Linked DNA regions of Gossypium arboreum: region 1 is linked to region 2. Evidence: chromatin contacts called from public Hi-C data. All regions are on one chromosome and are shown on one strand. The core of a region is the stretch at or near the end of the contact, and the rest is flanking DNA. Distances in the headings are between cores, read along the strand shown.

What was found. A called contact is a pair of places that touch in the nucleus more often than the background predicts.
Region 1: a contact with region 2 is called in a Hi-C map of leaf, with 4 times the contacts expected there. The contact joins the enhancer-like site here to the promoter of LOC108455101 in region 2. A contact is called at or near these places in 2 of 5 Hi-C or Micro-C datasets (both in leaf).

What each region holds. Positions count from the first base shown.
Region 1 is chr9:80,924,114-80,929,664 of ASM2569848v2, reverse strand. No RefSeq gene overlaps it. Among protein-coding and RNA genes, the nearest start is that of LOC108455100, 20 kb to the right of the region's middle. Within about 2 kb of position 3,679, at least 2 of the 2 cell types and tissues checked have an H3K27ac peak or open chromatin away from gene starts, as enhancers often do. A contact at or near this core is called in leaf, where this site is marked.
Region 2 is chr9:80,873,847-80,879,036 of ASM2569848v2, reverse strand. It overlaps LOC108455101 (myb family transcription factor PHL7-like), which reads right to left and starts at 2,142. Exons shown (of 5, transcript XM_017753711.2): 1 at 2,024-2,142; 2 at 1,891-1,930; 3 at 1,714-1,771; 4 at 1,536-1,608; 5 at 778-1,397. The coding sequence starts at 2,071. The coding sequence ends at 948. It overlaps LOC108456038 (rhodanese-like domain-containing protein 10), which reads left to right and starts at 3,687. Exons shown (of 2, transcript XM_017754631.2): 1 at 3,687-4,222; 2 at 4,298-4,780. The coding sequence starts at 3,765. The coding sequence ends at 4,496.

The DNA.
Region 1 (5,551 bases), core at 2,430-4,929, 49 kb before region 2:
AAAACTACCTTTAGTCTAATCTCAACCCATAAATATAAGGACAGTGCACTCATATCTACGTCCTCCTGCATTGGCAATTAGGGGTGAGCGTTCGATCGGATTGAATAAAAAAATTTCGAGTTAATCAAGTTGACGAATCATATTTTATCATCCTAAGTCGATTTGAAATTTTCTCAAATCGAGTCGAGTGAGATGAAATTCGAACTGAACCGAATATATTTATTCAAGTTAAATTAAAAAAATAATTTCGGGTCATTGTAATCACTGTCACCCACCGTAATCAAATTTGTTATAACTTTCATCCCCTCATAATTTATTTATTAATATTTTATATACAAGTTAGCTCCTTTGTTTGCTTAGTTGCTTCAATTATCTTCTGATTCTTATCACTATGTATTTTGAAATTAAAATATATATTAAATTTATAATACCAACATAAAATTTTAATATAAATATTTTATAGCATCATCAATAATTCAATTTTAACAAAAATTTATAAAGATTCAATATGATTAAATAATTAAATAATATAAATAGTACAAAATGTGAATTTTAATTTAATAATATAAATAGTAGATATAAATAAAATTATTACTATTTAGGTTTAGGGATTTTAATTTTTGATTTTGGGGTCAAATGTGAGAAGTAAAAGTTTAGGGGGAAAATAAAATGATTTGGGGGGTTGAGGGAGTAAAATTTTGGAGGGAAATATTCAAAAAAGTTTTTTTTTTTTTGGGGGAATGGGTTTGGGTTTGGGTTTGGGTTTGGGTAGAAGGAGGGTGGGAGGAAGGGAATAAAAGTTTTGAGGAGAAAGTGGGAGGAAGTAAAAGTTTTGGGAAAAAGTAAAGAAGTATGGTAAAAATGTAAAATATTATAGTTTAATATTCAGTTTATTAAAATTATTCGAATTTGAAAATTAAACTTTATTCGAACTCAAAATTCAACAAACAAATTCGAGTTGACTCAAATAATTTGATTAATTTGAATAACTCGATTCATTTAACTCGAAGTTTGAATTTTTTTCAATTTTTTCAAGTTGAATCGAATTTTGCTCATCCCTATTGACAATAATGCCTATGCCAATCAGATTAAAACTCAATTGACATTTAATTTGAATATTTTAATTACTACTATATTCAAATACTAATTTTGAGTATTTATTATTCAAATGCATTTAATTTTAGTAAATAATGAATCCACATAATTATTTTTGGAATATATTTTATTTTTACAAATAGTAAATTCGAGTTCAAATTGAGATGATTTGGGTTTAAGTTTCCTTGTTCCTTTTATTAATAATATCATTTTCTTACAAAAGATTAAAATAGTAAAATAACCCTTCAACTAGGGGTGAAGCTAATTTTTTTTTTTTTGGTTGAGATTGAATTATATATTTTATAAGAGTTAAAATGTAATTTTATTATTATATTATATTGATAGGGATGATAGGGGTCAAATATCTACAAATTATGGATTATCTAAATCTGTAAATTATCCAAATTAAAAATCAATGTTAGCTGAATATCCAAATCTGCATTGGTTACAAAATATATAGAACTTTACTTCCTATAAGATTTTGACACATGACCGTTGATGGTTAAAGCATACAAAGTTAATTCTCAATTTTGGTTAAAATTTACACAACCTAATAAATAACGTATAAATATCAATAAAATAATTTTAAAATTTTAAAATAATAATTAATAATAAATTTAAATATATTTTAAAAAAGTTATAAAAAAATATATCTCATTTATCATTTTATTCTCTTAAATCTTATTATTTTGTGTTCATAAACTTAATTGAACAATAACATGGAGTCATCAAAATTTATAAATTTGCAATTATCCCTTTTATTTTTAAACAAAAAAATATTTGTATAATTAAAATAAATATTATGATATGAATTTATTTTAAAATATGATATAATTATATTTAGTACATATTATATTATATAAAATAGTATACTTACACATTTAAGAACATATAGTATATTAATTGTTATATAATTAAATTATGAATGCAGAATAATTATTATAATATTATGATAGTACAATGTGCTTTCTTCTATTAATGATATGCATCCGAAATCTTAAATATGTAATTAATTGTATATTGGTTAGACTTCTTTGTTACATCAACTAGACCCACTCCCATGGAAAAGATTTTTTTTTTAACCGGCCAATACTAATTTCAAATAAATCATTTTCCACATTTGTTTCTCTCTTTTTTTTACCTTCTTTGTTAGTGAATGAGATCCTCGAGAAAGCCCTTTGGTCAATCCAATAGAATTTGGCATATAACGATGTTATTTCGAGTTAACATGCCAAATGGAATTTGATATGTAATCCTATATACAATTATGTTATAATATGTATAACTAATATATGTTAATTATATAATACTAATTGTATCTATTATAATATACCATAAAATTAGTTACATGTTTAACATTTAGGTTGCACATCATTATAGAAGAATGCACATTGTAATATCACAATGTTTTAATTATTATACATTCACAACATAATTATATAACAATTGATATATTATATGTCATTAAAAGTGTATGGATACTATTTTTATAATATAATATGTACTAATGATAATTATGTCACGTTACAAAATAAATTCATATAACCCATGTTTAAAGGGTTCGATATTTGTCTTGGGTATGAAGCAATTTTAAAACTCATGACCAACGTTTAACCTCTTAATGGGCCTATAAAACGCACAGAGGATTAGTCATTAGGTTCGCTCTAATGAATGCCTTGAGAAACAAAAACAAAAATCACATTATAATATTTATTTTAATTATATGAATATTAGTTAACTTTTCGTTTAAAATGATTTAACTAATTGAGTTGATCAAATAATAAAAGGGATAATTACAAATCTAGAAATTCGATAATTTAATCTCATTTTCTATTAGGTTTAGGAATACAAAAAATAAGATTTAATAGAAGTTACAAAAAATTAAGAGAATAAGATGTTAAATAAAATATATTTTTCGATAACTTTTAAACATTTTTAGATTTATTATATTAATAATTAAAATATTTAATTTCAGAAAATATTTTTATTGATATTTGTATTTCTGAGTTGTGTAAATTTTAATAAAAGATGAAAATTAGATTTGATAATTAAGGTATAGTTTTATTTATTTTCAAATATTGTGATGTGTTCGAACCAGTTAGAAAACAAAATTTTAAATATTTTGTAATAAACAATGCGAGTCGGGTTATCCATCGATATCCGAGTATGCAATTCGAATTGTCATCCCTATGTATTGACATTTATCTTTATAGTTTGACCTTATTTGAGTCTAAATTATAATTTCACCATTTATTTACTTAAAAATATATGAAACTTTAAATACTAAAAGCATAATTTTCCATTTTAAGGGCCAGGCACCATCCTGCCAGCCCCTCTTCAACCTTCTAATTTTATAATTCTATTCCGAGTTCACCTTTAATACGAGCTTAAGCATTAAGAAGCCCATGCCTTCCATGAGTTGTTGTGAATGTTAATGGCTTCGGCATGTGAAAATTATCGGTGAATTAGTAGATATAAAGATGATGCTTCTGAAATCACAAGAAGGCAACAACATGAAACCAGATTCTCCTTTCCATCTTTATGTATGGATAACTGAATCCGGATAAGCCATCAAGGCCGACTGCTTTCACCATTGCCATGTTGGCCGAGCTCTAACGGGCGATGAGTGGTTAAAAAATTAATGGCCAAATGAAATCTTCTAATTTATTGTGTGCTATCTATTTAGTACTGGAAGGGTTTGACAATTGCGAGAGGAGATAGCAGAATGATATGTGCAGCTTAGTAAGTTCTCATTCCATGCTGCGACGTGATTGTTTAGCTGCTTCCATGTCGTTGTTAGGCGCAGAAAAGCGGTTGGGTGTCACAAGTCTTTATCATTCAATTGAAACCCACATCGAAAAAGCCAAAATTCTTTCCTTGATTAAAATGTTTAGGCACGCGGGTGGTTTGCATCAGTTTCTGCATGAAACCAGCCCCAATAATACATATCTACATCCTTATTTTGTCTTTATATATCGGTAAGTCAAATATTGAGGTTTTTATTTTCAAAATTTACACACATATATATATATAAAATATTCACTACAACTGTTCATAAGTCGGGTAAGATCGGGTTTACACCATACTTAAGTATACATTAACATATTTTATATTTATCTAAGTCTGGTTTTACTCAAAATATAAGTCTAAAATTTTACTAAATATATCTATATTTACAATATATTAACATAAGCCTATTTTAGGTTTACCTATATTATTTTAATTTAATATTTTTATTTATTGAAATTTTTATATAATCGTATTAACCTTATTTTAATATTTACATCGAGTAGTATTATATATTTAATATGAATTTATTTTTATGTATTATAAATTACATAATATAATATAAAATATTATAAACATAAAACGAGTTTAGCTAGGCTTGGGCTTGAACCTAACCTATATTTTAAATAAGTCTAATATTTTACCCAAACTAATTTTTAAGTCTAATTTCTTTTAAAACCCTTTTAAATTTCGAATAAAGCTTTGAATGGGAAAAGCATATTAACAACTGTAATTGAAAGAGTTATTCTTATTCTTGATTCCAATCAATTTGACAGGCTAGTAACTTTAGAGGTATAACATATGCCAATGTTTAATAAGTCAATCATAGAAATTAGGAAAAGGTCTCGTAGAGTTTATTGGGCTTCTGTTAAAATTCATGGGATTTTTACTAAAATAATATGAAAAAAAAAACCAAAATGGGATGTCTTTAACATTATATACGAAAATGGGTCATTGCAAGTGATGGAGGGTGGTGCATAGGCGGCACCACCCTCAAATTCAAATATAACTAACAGTTTTGCAGGTAAAAAAAAAAGAATAGGATGAAAAAATAATAATAAAATAAGGGTGAAGGGTACCCCACAGGCGGCACCAGTGGAGGGTACTTACAGCAGCACTGCCGGTGGTGCCCTTCTCACAGCCTTGACCCCCTTTAGTATATATTCACCCTTCCCCTCCATTTGACTACCAGATTGGAAAAAAAAATTTACAGAAGAAGAAGATAGAAAGAAAGAAAGTAGAAGAAAAAAAAGAAAAAGTAATTTATTTGTTGTTATTTTTAAATAAAATAGATTATGATAAGAAAAATTTATTTTGTTAGTATTATATAGTTTGTTTAGTGTTACTTTTATGTTTTGTTTTAAAATTTATTTTGTTTATTGTGAAATGTTAATAAGTTTTGTGTTTAGCATTAATTATGTGTTTATTATGAATTTTATGTTTTAAATTTTTAAATATATTTGAAAGTTTTATGTTAGTAAAACTATTATAAAGTAATTGTTAATTAGTGATAACAACTAAAAATATTTTTGTTATACATATTGTTAGAAATGGCAACATATTTGGTATTGCTCGATGAGATAATAAGTTTATACGAACTTTGGAAGGCATCGATTACCACGAACCTATTGGAATCTAGTTATAAACTTGAAGTTTATAATATCTTAAT
Region 2 (5,190 bases), core at 893-3,392:
TTAAAATATATCAACCTATACAAGTGCTCAAATAAATAAATATTTTCGAAATTTACTAACATGCTAAAATTAATCAATATCTCTTTTAAACAATAGTTAAACTAAATACAATATTATAATAAAGATTAAAATAAGATGAACTGTTGAAAGATGAGCCTTTAAATCCAGCATTTTTAATTCAAGGCATTTAATGCAATCGATCCAATTCTTGAAATATATTTCAGTATGACTTGCAATATTAACAAAGCTCGCCTACTTAAAAATTCGACTAAAATTTCACCCACTTCTCATGTCAACCCATGCCTAGCTACTAACTACAGTGTTCCAGTTAATTAATTAAATTGGCTTGATTTGGTTAGGTTTAATTTAGTTTAATTTGGCATAGAAGCTTGTTAGGCTGCCATGTTTTCCACGTTGCTTGCTTAGCTTCAAACATTTGACCAAACCAGCCCTGTTCACCCATGTTGGGCGTTTAATTACCCAGGTCAACTCTCAATTAAAACTCAATGGATAATGCCATAGTAGCCATTGACATATAGCTACTCATCTTGTTGTCTGTTGTGTCTGCGCCTGCTTGAGCTAGACCCATGAAGAAATTATATCCAAGTAAGAACAAAACAAAATTAAAATCCAGAGAGATGGCTAAAAAGATGATAAATCCTTTTTCTAAATACAATATGAGCAATCCATGCTCTACAAGTCGACACAAAATGACATATATATGTATCAGATCACCCTCTTTTATTACCTAATGAAGCAGCATTTCTATAATGCTACAAAGTTTTATTTAGATATATGGATTGCTTTCATGGTTTAGAAAAATTATAAAAGTTCAGTTCCAATGCTCCGCTTCTTTAATTTAGCAAACCTTGAAAGCAATCATGCAGGTATGTCTACATAATATGATCATATATTATGATATTTTACAAAGTCTCCTGTGGCAATATTCACATAAAGCTAGGCACCAAGGGTGATGAGCAAACTGGGATATTCCAGGGAAAGCTGTTATCATTTGCAGTGTAGGAAAGTCTTTCTCCCCCGTTAAGAAGCATGTTTTGATCATCATATTCATAGCCATCTGCGCTGAATGACGACGGTAATGCATACATTGATGATGATGATGATGATGATGAAGATGACGCTGAGTTATCTTCCACTATTCCAGCCCTTTTTAGAGCTTGAATTCTTTCTCCAGACTCTATTTCGTTTTTGTCGGCCTCGGGATCGGTTTCAAAATCTTTTGAATTGGACTCAGACTCCTCACATAACGAAGGCAATGATATGGGAGACAATGATTTAGTAGCTTTTGTTGGGGTGACTCGGTTTCTATGCTCCCCTGCAATTCTCTCAAAGTATCTCGCCTGTGCTTCAAACTTAATCTTCAAATTCCTTCTAACCTTGAGATATAATTAAGGAAAGTGTTAAACCCCATCGCTGGGCTTATTATACCTTTATTCTTAAGTAAAAGTAAACCAAAGACAAAATCTAAAATCTTATCATGCTTTGGTCTCATATGCATGGATATATGCAAATACCTGGAGTTTATCATCCCCTTGTTTTCTTTGTGCTTCCATATATAATTGCAGAGCTTCATTAAGCTGCGCGCCTCTTTATATGTTTTTCCAGTCATAGCAAAGACACAACAAGCAAGTGAATATATACATACATACATATGTACTGAAAGAATTCCCCAACAAAGAAACGATAACTCACGATGTTGTACCAAAATTAGGCAGTATTTCTGAAATATTTCTCCTCTCAAACTTGCCTTCTGCGGTTAAACAACGTGATAATATTAATCCCAAGTTAGAGAGATATGGAATCGAAGTTATCAAAGGATTCTATCGACGACTTCAATGTTAGTGACAGACTAAGGCTGTTTCAACTTACTAGTATTTGTTTCGGGAACAAACTTTAAAATCCTGAATTTCTGGGGAAAAAAAGAAATCAATAACTCAGATGTTTATATCGTAAACCGATGACAATACATGTTCGTATAACTCTTGGAGAAATATGAGTTAACCTGCAAGTGACTTTTGACATGGTAAATGGTGAGGCCATCAACGCCCATAGCCTTCAGAATTCCCTTTGGCGTTGCCCCTGGCAACCACAATTCCCAAAATCATCACCCACCGTAAAACCAAACAGAGCTGAAAAATAAATAAATAAATAAATTCCCAGCTCTACACTTACTATCTGGACCTCCTAGCTGATTAACAGCTTGTTCGAATCGATCGTGAAGCTCTTGAGTCCATCTGAGGCGTTCTTTGGCTAAGCCATCAGCGCGACTTGGACGACGCATTGTGGAGAGATTGGCTCGATTGTAGCACGAGCAATCTGCTTGTGTGTCCCAGGTTGATTATAGAGAGGAGGGAGTGAGACAAAAACAATTGGGAACCAAAATATATATATTAAGTTAGCGATAAGCACTAAGAATGGATTGATAGGATTAATGGGTGCCTTAAAATGTCATTTAGCTGTCGCAATTCGCAGAGATTTCCCATAATCCAAATTGCTTAATTAATTCAAATTCAAATTAAGAGATTAGGTTCCTTGTTCTAACTCTTTTGCCGATAATCTCCATGTTTCAGTAAGAAAGCAGATTACTTGCTTTACTAGTTTACAATAACATGAAGATTGAAGACCCCCCTCCCTTTCCACTCGGTTCAACACTGGATTGGCCACTCTATGACCTACCACAACTAAAGTGCTCTTAAAATTAAAACTGGACTTTGTTTTGGGCTTCAACTACATCATCAAGAAAAGATAATTCTGTTTTTGCTTTATTTGCAGAAGCATCCAGTTAAATTTCATCATTACAGTACTAAACAAATGAATGCTGCTACACTAGTGTTTGTCAGCCATGGAAATGCTTTCAGACCTCATCCCCAAATCGTAACTCTCATTCCCAAGCTACACAGTGTAAAGCAAGGAAAAAGAAAATTATTCTTTATCTGCAGGGAATATTAGCCTGTGTTCATCCCAAACTGTGCATTAATCACACTAAAAGTCAGGCAAAAGTGTGTGATTGAAACTCCCAAGCTCGAACAATAGCAAATTTTAATTTATCGACCTTTATGTATGCAGGCATCAGATTTGATCCCACTATCCATGCTTGGTAATAGGTCCTTTCAGTACTCACATTGATAATCTTGCATAGTCTGCCATCTGGGACTGGCTTTCAACTACATCATTCCCATTCATTAAACATGATCCTTGGACACATAAAGCAAAAAAACAGAATCAACCACCATGCTCTGCAATGTCAACCTTGTTTGGCTCATGTTCCTTCCCACCTTTCATTCGGATTTTGTTCATATACTTGATATTTGTACCTTTTAATATTATTAGGGCTTATTAAAATTTTAAAATAATGATGTTTGATTTTTTATTATAAAAAGGCTTTTAATCATTCATTTGACATGTAAATTTATTGTTGATTAAATATAATTGATTAGATTTTTACATACTACTAATTGTATGATCAAATTACAATAAACGAAAATTTTACCTCTTCACTTTAATGATAATAATTATTGGTAATTTGGTATTATTAATTTCGACCAACTAATAACATTATAAAAATAAGTTTTTAAAAAAATCAAATTAAATCTCAAATTTATTGTAATAGTGGGACAAAATCGGAATTCAACCGTCCAAGCAACAAAGGCTTGAAAGATAACGTGGTGGGCTCCTCCAACAGGCAAACAAAGATAACAAGTGAACACAACCAAAGACGATTGCTTTCAGGATAAGGAAAAAAAATGGCAATTCAACTGAACCACTTCCAGTCATCGTTGCTGAAGCAAGAGAAGCAACCTAAGCCGCTATTCTTCACTTCCTCTAAAACCAAAAACTTTGGTGTCAATACTGCAGCATCAAGCAGTGGGCAGCAGCTAATACAGTCGGGTGAGGTGAAGCCTATACTGCCTAAGGACGCAGCCACGGCCCTGAATTCCGAGGGTTTCAAGTTACTCGACATTAGACCGCAGTGGGAACGAGAAAAGGCATATGTTAAAGGGTCACTTCATGTGCCACTCTTCGTTAAGGACATGGACAATAGCCCCATTACTCTTTTGAAGAAATGGGTGCATTTTGGCTACATTGGCTTGTGGACTGGTCAAAACTTTACTATGATCAATCCTAATTTCGTCCAAGAGGTAGAGGCTACTCTTCCTGACAAGGACGCTAAGCTGCTTGTAGCTTGTGGCGAAGGCCTTAGGTAAAAACTTCTTAGCCAACTTTTTTCCCCTTTTTTCTTTGTTTCATTTTTTAGTGATGATATTGCTATCCTTAGGTCCATGATGGCAACTTCCAAGCTATATGAGGGAGGATATAAGAACTTGGGGTGGCTGGCTGGAGGATTTAATCGAGCTGCAGATAGTGATTTCCCAGAGATTGAAGGGCCTGAAAAGTTGCAGTACGCTACAATTGGGGGTGTGTCTTATTACTTCCTCCAATTGCTCCTCCTCTTGCAAGCTGTCGGCAAAGAGTAATTGATTAGCTAGTCTAGAGTCATTTCTGGGCGAGATTTTGCTAACGCTGACTCGGTCCCAGTCTTGCTAACCAGCAATCTAGCTGGGACTGTACATGATTCGGTTTTTATTGCCATAATGGTTTATTTTAGCTTCCAATTTTTTTAAAAAAATTTTCGCGTTAATTTATTTTGTTTCATTTTTTAGTTTTTATATTTGTGTTTTTTTGTTAAATATCTAAAGTGAATGAAAAATTAACATTTTTAATTTTGCTAATATAATATATACGTGGCTAATATGTTTAACATTTAATTATTTTATTTTAATTTTAAAATTCAAAAAATATTTTTAAAATTAAAAATAAATTAAAATATTAAAATATAAAAATTAAAATAAATATTATCATATTTTTAAAATCTTTAATTTTTAATTATATATTAACATGTCATCCATGTGACAATCCACATGTATGACACGTCAACAAAATTAACAACTATCCACATATATGACACATCAGTAAAATTAACAACTGTTAACTTTTCCATCTATTTTTGGATAATTTAACAAAAATATAAGTTCAGAGAAACCACTCCTCTGTTCCCTTTTTATTTGATATGTCAGCTTCAGAGTTTTGAGCTCTTTTCATTGAATCCATATATGCCGTTTATTGGCAACGATCTTAATAGAGCAGGAAACCACTCCTTTGTTCGCTGAA